Regions from separate parts of the Gossypium hirsutum genome. Here all the other regions are linked to region 2. Evidence: chromatin contacts called from public Hi-C data. All regions are on one chromosome and are shown on one strand. Each heading gives the region's core, a stretch centred on a gene start, on an enhancer-like site or on the middle of the called end of the contact. The rest is flanking DNA. Distances are from core to core; before and after follow the strand shown. Region 1 has its middle 170 kb from the start of LOC121203633. Region 2 holds the start of LOC107948228 (54S ribosomal protein L17, mitochondrial). Region 3 has its middle 140 kb from the start of LOC107942695.

The links. A called contact is a pair of places that touch in the nucleus more often than the background predicts.
Region 1: a Hi-C map of leaf shows a contact between it and region 2, with 2.1 times the contacts expected there. The contact joins the enhancer-like site here to the promoter of LOC107948228 in region 2. A contact is called at or near these places in 3 of 34 Hi-C or Micro-C datasets (all in leaf).
Region 3: a contact with region 2 is called in a Hi-C map of leaf, with 4 times the contacts expected there. The contact joins the enhancer-like site here to the promoter of LOC107948228 in region 2. A contact is called at or near these places in 5 of 34 Hi-C or Micro-C datasets (all in leaf).

Annotation. Positions count from the first base shown.
Region 1 is chrA04:22,089,041-22,091,770 of Gossypium_hirsutum_v2.1, forward strand. No RefSeq gene overlaps it. Among protein-coding and RNA genes, the nearest start is that of LOC121203633, 170 kb to the right of the region's middle. Within about 2 kb of position 1,466, at least 7 of the 9 cell types and tissues checked have an H3K27ac peak or open chromatin away from gene starts, as enhancers often do. A contact at or near this core is called in leaf, where this site is marked.
Region 2 is chrA04:21,693,016-21,695,715 of Gossypium_hirsutum_v2.1, forward strand. LOC107948228 (54S ribosomal protein L17, mitochondrial) reads right to left here and starts at 1,325. Exons shown (of 9, transcript XM_041111035.1): 1 at 1,146-1,325; 2 at 713-813.
Region 3 is chrA04:22,023,097-22,025,895 of Gossypium_hirsutum_v2.1, forward strand. No RefSeq gene overlaps it. Among protein-coding and RNA genes, the nearest start is that of LOC107942695, 140 kb to the left of the region's middle. Within about 2 kb of position 1,460, at least 4 of the 9 cell types and tissues checked have an H3K27ac peak or open chromatin away from gene starts, as enhancers often do. A contact at or near this core is called in leaf, where this site is marked.

The DNA of each region.
Region 1 (2,730 bases), core at 216-2,715, 400 kb after region 2:
AATAATATATCTTAGGTATTTCTACGGATCAAGTCAAATGAATAAATCATCTGATTCAAAGTCAAATAACAAGTGAAGTCTAGGTGGATTTTTCCTTAGTTATTGTCCTAATCAATCGAATTTTCCTAAAAGCTTTTCCCCAATTTCTCTCTATGCACTCTTAGTTTAGTTAATTAATTTAGATAAATAAATCCCTTAATTTTTAGGCTAGATAATAAAAAGAAAGTAATTACTAGTACTCTTGGTTCCTTTGGGTTCGATAATCCGGTCTTGCTAAAGCTATACTACTATTCGATAGGTACACTTGTCTTCATCGTGATAATAGTTAGTTTCAAGAATGCTTAAGTATAAATTTTTAAAACCTGTCGCGAATATCATGTGTCAAGGATTGCTAGTAACTATTTGCCTACTTTCGGTAACCTTCATTATAGATGCTTGATGGGATCAACTACTTGTCAAAGATGTCAACATAGAGGGGAAACACGGAAGCATATATTGAGGGAGTGTCCTTCAGCAAAAGAGACACGGGAAAGCTTAAGGGTTTTTTCGCCTAACACAAAAGCAAGTACAGATTTCAATGAGTGGTTTAAAAAATTGTTCCAATCCTATTCATTGGCTAAGTGTAGGTTGATAGCATGCACTATGTGGGCTTTATGGACATCAAGAAACAGATTCATTCATGAAGGAGTTTCTACTTCTGGTTCTCAAAATGCAGATTATGTTAAAAACTCCCGAAAAGAACTTGATGGAGTGAAAACGGACTTACCAGCGAGGCCGATTCTTACTGACAGATGGGTTGCTCCGACTGGACCGAGGGTAAAAATCAATTTTGGCGCTACTTTTAACAAACAGAGGAATGGGTCATGTTTTGGAATGGTAGTAAGAAATGAAAAAGGAGATGTGATTTGCTCTAAAATAGTGTTTTATTCAAGTTTACCTTCTGTTTTTACTGCAGAAGCGTTGGCGGGTTTCTGGGCGATTCATCTCGGTTTATTCCTTCAGTTAAGAGAGGTTGAAATTGAAGGGGACTCTCGTTCAGTCATCTGCAAATTGCAAGAGCAAAAGGATGATAGATTAGAGATCGCAGGTATTATAAAAGACTCTAAAAAACTGAGCTATGGTTTTGTCTTTTGTATTTTTCATTTTACCCATCGCGAATCAAACCAAGTTGCTCACTTTATTACTATCGAGGGTCTTAAGAAAAGAGAAAACTCTTATCTGGCGAATATGGTCTTTTCTGGCGCGGAGGATGCGATGCTTGCTGATCGGAGGGGACTGGAGTTCAGGTGAAAATGAAGAGCTGCTTGTGTGGTGATTTTGGATTTGGAAAATGAAGGGTTAAGGGTTGTGCTGTTTTTTTTCCTTTTTTCTTCGGCGATTTTGATTGATGTTGATGCTTATTCAGGGCAAGTAATGATGAAGCAACGTTTTCCAATAAATTTTGTTGTTTTTGATGTGGGATTCCAATTTGGATAATAACAGGATGGAAATATCTGGAGTCCCCCCACCTGTTGAGCTAGATCTTTTGCTGATGGGCTGCTATGTATTGTTCTTTTGTTTTGTTTTTTATGTTTTGATTTTGGGCTTGGTTTCCTTGAACAGCCTTTTGTTTTTGTTTTTCCATTTTGTTCTGTTTTTGGGGCTTCTCTTATAAAATGATCTAGATGTTCTCTTTCAAAAAAAAAAAGACTTCAACAAAAGAAATCTTTCCAAAATTGTTTTCCTTGTTAGAGAATTTTACCACTCATCCAATAAACATGTTAAATTAAGCATTTATTATCGTTTCAAAAAAATAATTGTTTTGATATAACAAAGACTATTTTTACTCATAACCTCTATTTAAATTTTAAATCGGAAAAAAAAAACGTATTTAAATATGTTCATATTTACATATTTTTAATTACTACATTAGCAATGATGTCAACTGAACTAATGTAAGAATTATTTTGTTACAATGGCATTGAAGAATTTTCATTTTTATTTCTACCGCAATATTCACACCATTTATTCAATTGGTATCTACATTGTTGTTAATGCAGGAGGTCGTAGATTTGAGTGCGTTAAAGCTAGACCTGCTCATAGGTCAGGCTACCCGACCATGCTCGAAGGCCAGCCCGAAATGTGGGAGGGTATGGGCAAAAATATAGTCCCGAAAAATAGGTTTGGACAAAAAAATAAGGCCCGTTTAAAAAATGGGCTAGGCCTCGGGTAGGGTATTTTTGGGCTGGGCCCAGCCTGAATTCACTAAATGACAAAAAAATCTGATATTTTTTTTTTGTTTTTGAATGTTATTTTCTGTTTGATTTCTCCCTATTTTGCTACCATATTACTATTAGTTACTACTATTTTATTGTTATTGTTTGGATATTGTATAAAATTTATTTTATTATTAATTTTGTTATTATTTTAAAGGCATTTGTTAATTTTGTTATTATTTTAGAAGTATTTGCTTGTTAAGTTGCATCTATCTTAGTGCTATTTAAGTCTACATATTTTTTAAAATTTATTTTCAATTTGTTGGAAAATATTTATTTTAAAATTTTTTGGTATTTTTAGTATTATATATATTTAAAAATTATATAAAATAATATAAAAATAAATACAGGCGGGCCGAGCCGGGCCTAGTTGTAGTATTTTTATTTGGGTCGGGCTTGAACAAAATTTTAGGCCCATTTTTTGGGCCCAACCCGGCCCGAGCCCAATGAATGAGCCTAAATTTTTAGTTGAGCC
Region 2 (2,700 bases), core at 75-2,574:
AAAACAATCTATGGTTTATTGAGATTACTGAAATCAAAGTTCATAAATGGTCAATCTTTATTTCAAATGATACTTGGTCAAGCACAAGCACAAGCACATGCATGCAAATAAAAACGGAATAAAAAAGGAACTCACTCTTGATGTTTACTTGTATAGAGACATATCAAAATTTGCAAAAGTATTGACAGATTAAACCATCTCGAGAAAAATCTTGAATATTCAAGCTTTTAATTGTGTATTTTTAGCATTTTCGCATCCCACCTGAGTATAGGGAAAACCAGTTTACTGAGTTTCTATTGACAAAATCTATGTTTCAGAAACTAAAATAATGTACCATGCAAAAGATGTATGCCTTGGTATTATTAGCCTTTTTGCTCAGAAAATTAATAATTTTTTTAATTCATGGAAATATCTACAAGTTAGAAAGAACAAATTAACTAAAGACAGAGTAAAAAAGAACAAATCAAGCCCTTCGGCCCCTGCCTGCATATTTCAATTTAATATTGAATTCGATTCCACTCGAAAAATTCGAAAAAAAATCGAATTTCAAATTATTTGAATTGAGTTAATAGAATCAACTCGATTTTTAATCCGAAACAGTCATATAAAAGCTAAATCATGCAATTTATCTTTAAGTACACATTTTAAATCGTTCAAGTTTTTTACTGGTTTAATAATATATTAGATCATATCCAATTAAGCAGGCTCTTACCGAAGAAAGTTGGTGATCCGATCAAGAGAGTAAAATGATCAGCTTCTAGTTTTGTTCGTTGAGTAATATCGTCGAGCACTTGGTGACCTGAAAAAAACGAACTGGAGAAAAAGAACTTAACAGAAAGGGCCTTGAATCCAAAATCAAATCGAATCGAAGGTTTTGAAAAAGGAGAAATAGAGGGGCGACTTAAAAGGGTTGACAGTTGGAGACAACCCTTGACGACATTTTGATGGCGATGAAAGCTCACGGCGGCTAGGGTTTCAAAACAAAAGAGAAGGCTCCTTCTCTTGGTTAGCTTTGCAGAAGGTTCAGTTTGACAGAGAAGTGAAAGATTTTGTTCATTTTTATTTACTTCACATTATGTTTTACCATAATATAAATAACTAAAATATAATCTAAATTAAACAAAAATAATTATTTTTAAATTTACCCTTTAATTTATCTTCATTTAAGTGAATAAAACGATAGAAAGGGAAAAGACCAAGATTTTAGAAGGTTCAGGAGCGGCCGAAATCTTGTAGTTTCTAATCAACGCGGTTCCAGTATGTGGGTATTATTTTCTTACTTTAACTTCATTGCCTTCATTTTTCTTTTTGGTAGATAAAAATTGAAAACAATTACAATATTATTCCAGTGTAAATATAAATAAACCGATCATCTAGCTGTAAATATTCCATGATCGCTTTTGGAGTTCCTAAACATTATCGGATCATAAAGGAAAATTTTTATCATTCCAGCCAACATATGTATAGTTATATTAACTTCCCTTGGAAATTGTTTTATTAATTTGTTTTTGTTAATGTTCTTGCCATTAATATTATCACCATTAATGTCTATCATTATTATTATTATTTTTGTGATTGGTAACTGTCCAACTTAATTTAAAAAATAAGCTTAAAATTTTATCTAAATCTAGCCTAAATTAAAAATGCTAAATTCGAATCTGACTTGGCATGTTCATATTAAATTTTTTAAATTATTTTTATATAAAAAATTTAAAATATATAATATATCAATAAATTATAGTTTAAAAAACATGTCAAATTCCGGGATAACATAATATGGTAATCAACACATCAGTATAATTTCTTCTAGATGTTATCGACATGTACCCAATGATCACATCAGTCTACTACATTAATTCATCTAAAAAGTGTTAAAACTTAGGTCATCGGGCTGGATCAAATTTGGGCTAGATCCATACAATGTATTTAGATCAATTTTTTAATTCAAGTCTAATCGGTCTAGAAAATGGGCTTACATTTTTATCCAAATCCGATTTGATTTAAAAAAGGTAAACTCGAACCGATCCGGCTTGCTCATATTTGATTATTTTAGATTAGTTTTTATTTAAAAATATTTTTTAAAATATATATAATATACTAAATGCACTAAAAATGCTAAAATAAATGTTTTGTAACTCATTAAAAAATATTTATATTTTAAAAATATTAACATAAATATAATAAATGTTTTATTGTATTAAAATTAGGATTAACAATACTCATCATGTATCTAAATCTCAGTTCTTGAACTATTCTAAATGAATGCTTGCCACACACAAGAAAAGTAGAAATAACTTGATGACACTCATCAGCATCAGCATCAAACTTATAGGTTTTTATAGATGAACCACCTCCTAAAGATGGTTGAGTGGCTATGGTGTATTGAATGAATGATGTCCTTATTAATTTTTTTCAAACAACTATTTAGATGACGTCTTAAATGAGAGGTTTCGCTAAAAAATTTAGAAAAAAAAATGATGTTGGAAAAATTGCATTTTATGGGAACTTTGAGGCATATTCTCAATAGGTAAAGGTGGAGAGTTGAATCATAAAATTATGGTTTCATATTTTACTCCATGAGACCTTTACAACGATACATCATATGCTCAAAATGGTTGAGTGGTGAATGAGAAATTAATGTTCAAAGTAAGCTATTTGGAAATATTTGTTGAAGAAAAGTAAAGGCTTGATCTCACATTA
Region 3 (2,799 bases), core at 210-2,709, 330 kb after region 2:
ATGGTATTTAATATAATAACTGGTGTTGTAATATTGACCAAATTTATTGCAGTTGCATCGATGATGGGTGAAGAAATAGGACGAGAGATTTGCCATGATGTTCTAGCTGCCCCCGGTGATGGAAAGTGTGACCCTCAAAGTTGCAAACATAAGTGTGCTTCCAAATGGAATGGCGCCGGATTTTGTGTTCAATCTTATGCAAATCTTCATTCTTGTAATTGTTCTTGGCCTTGCGGCGGCAAGGAATGAAAACTTGCACAAGTTTTAATGCCCAAGTTTATCCACACCCAATTGTTTCCTTTTTTCTTTCTATTTTTATATGGTAAATAAAGCAATAATTTGCTCCTTAAATTGCCCAGCCTTGAAAAGACCTGAAAAGTGATAACCATACGCAGACATTTGTGCACTCATGTTTCATAGGCCGCTCAAAACATGGTTAAAATCGAAAAAGGTAATGCTGAATAATATGCCGAATCTGTAAATGGTTTCAACACTTTATAATTTGTCGAAATCTAACCTGAAAACAACAAAGATGGCAGAAGCTAACCACACCAGTATATGTGGGATAACAAATATTCTCTCTGCAGTCTCCCAGACCAGCACCAGCGGGTGTCTTGGAACATGCTTGGATCCATCTACTCTTTTGGATCCTTGCTTCATTCATCCCAAGTGCAGTCTTGACAGAGCCAAACTCAGCTGTTCAGATGAGAACGACCAAAGAAGCTTTTATCATTACCTAGTAAGAAAAAGGGAAGCTTATGTCTCAATTTCCCTCTTGGAAATTTTGATGGTCCAATTTCCGTATCCACCTTTTTGTTGTAACAAGATTTTTAACTTGTTTCCGTAACATTACAACTATGTTTTTGGGTTTGCGGTTTTGACCTTTAACGTGTTTAAATGTTGAGTTAGGCAACAAATATAGTTATTTAATGTAAAAAGGAACTAGATATTAGATTGATAAAGTCCAATTATCAGAAGGAACTTTGAAAAAAAATGTAGAGTGGAAATCTCCATGACTCTATCTAGCTAAGTTTAGGTCTTTTTAGATGAGCAGTGTATTTATTTGCGATTAGTGTAAAAATAACAGTAGCGATGAAATTAGATACTGTAGCAATATTGTGACATGAGACAAAAAAAATTAAACGCACTGCACTAGAGTAATCGTCCATCCAAAGGGACGTTAAATAAATGAGATAAGATTTTGAATTTAGAGGAGTTGGACAAAGGAATGTAACACTACTTTCTGAAGGGTCTGGCAAACAGATCCCTTGTTCGAGAGCGCACACCGTGACCAGCGGGCATTTTTTTTTTTACAGGTCTCTTAGCTTAGGTTTCCTTTTCTTGAAGAAGTAGCAGCTAGGGTTTCTTTTTCTTTCGGCTTTTTGGGCCATTTTTTCCGTTCTAGTTCTGTGTTTGGGCTTTTGTTCCTATTTTAGCTTATTATATACCAAAGGACAATTATTGTCGATCAGAGCCCAGAGGCCAAAGCTGGTCACGTTGTTTGAGACTATCTTGGCATCTAAGCCCATCCAATCTGGATTATTTCAGGTTTTATCATTTTAGATTCGTTACAAATTTAATTATGATTGATTTCTTTTGATTTTTTTATGTTATTTTTACTATTTATATTTAAGGTTTGTAATTATTTCTCTAAATAATTATATTTTTAAGATTTGAATTTATGTTTTTTTAGTACAACATACATTATCCCTATATCCAATATTTATTGATAAATATATTAAATATTTTTATAATGAAAATGAGTTGGATTAATATTTGAATTATATGATTGCTATCTGGGGTTTGCCTCAAGAGAGCAACATATTGCCAAAACGTGATAATGTTAGAAGGCAAAATATTAATATAAGTCTCGCTTATTGGGCAATTTTTGTAACGTGGGAGCTTGCCATGATATTTGATTCTTTTCAAAATCGTAAATTCTGTAATTTTATATGGTTTTTGGTTTGTGGTTTTTTGAAATGTGATTATTGGGAAAGTTATTTTGTAATATTTGATATACATTAAAAAATATTGATTAAAATCTTTAAAAAGTTGCATTATTACATTTAATTCATTAAATAATTTCTTAAGAATGTAATAATATTTTATAAATTTACCATTATTAAATAAAAATAATATTTATGTATTTAATATTTCACAATATATTTTATGTGCAACATTTGGTATTCATTGTATTTTTTAAATGTAATAATACATATATAAAATTTGTTTTAGAATGAATACTCTAATGCAATTGAGATTTCAATGATATATCCAAAGGAAAAAAAGGAAAAAAATAAAAAATATATATAATATGTAAACAATATACCATGTACGTGATTAAATATACATACTAAAAATAAAATTAGAAAAAGAATTTACTTTTGAAGAATCAGTTGAAATAATAAGAGAGTTGATAGTGGAAATAAGGTAATTGTATCTTTCTTCTTTTTTTCTTTTTTTACGTTTAATAGATTAATACCCTCTTTAATATATTTTTAGCTTTTCAATCTATATAGGAAAGTAACTTTTCATATTTTATCATGGGAGTCATTACCATATTTATGGAAAAGTAATTCTCAAGCAGAAGTTAAGTTTCAAAGAAATAATTTTTTAATATACTGAATGTTTCAATTGATTAAATTTTTAAAAAAATTATTACTTTCAATAATGCTAAACGCTATTTTAAGATTTTGTTTCTCCAACAACATATAATTTTTGAAAAAAATTCATAAAAACAATAAATAAGAACAAATAAATAATAATAGAAACATAAATAACAAAATTAAATGGATTGAA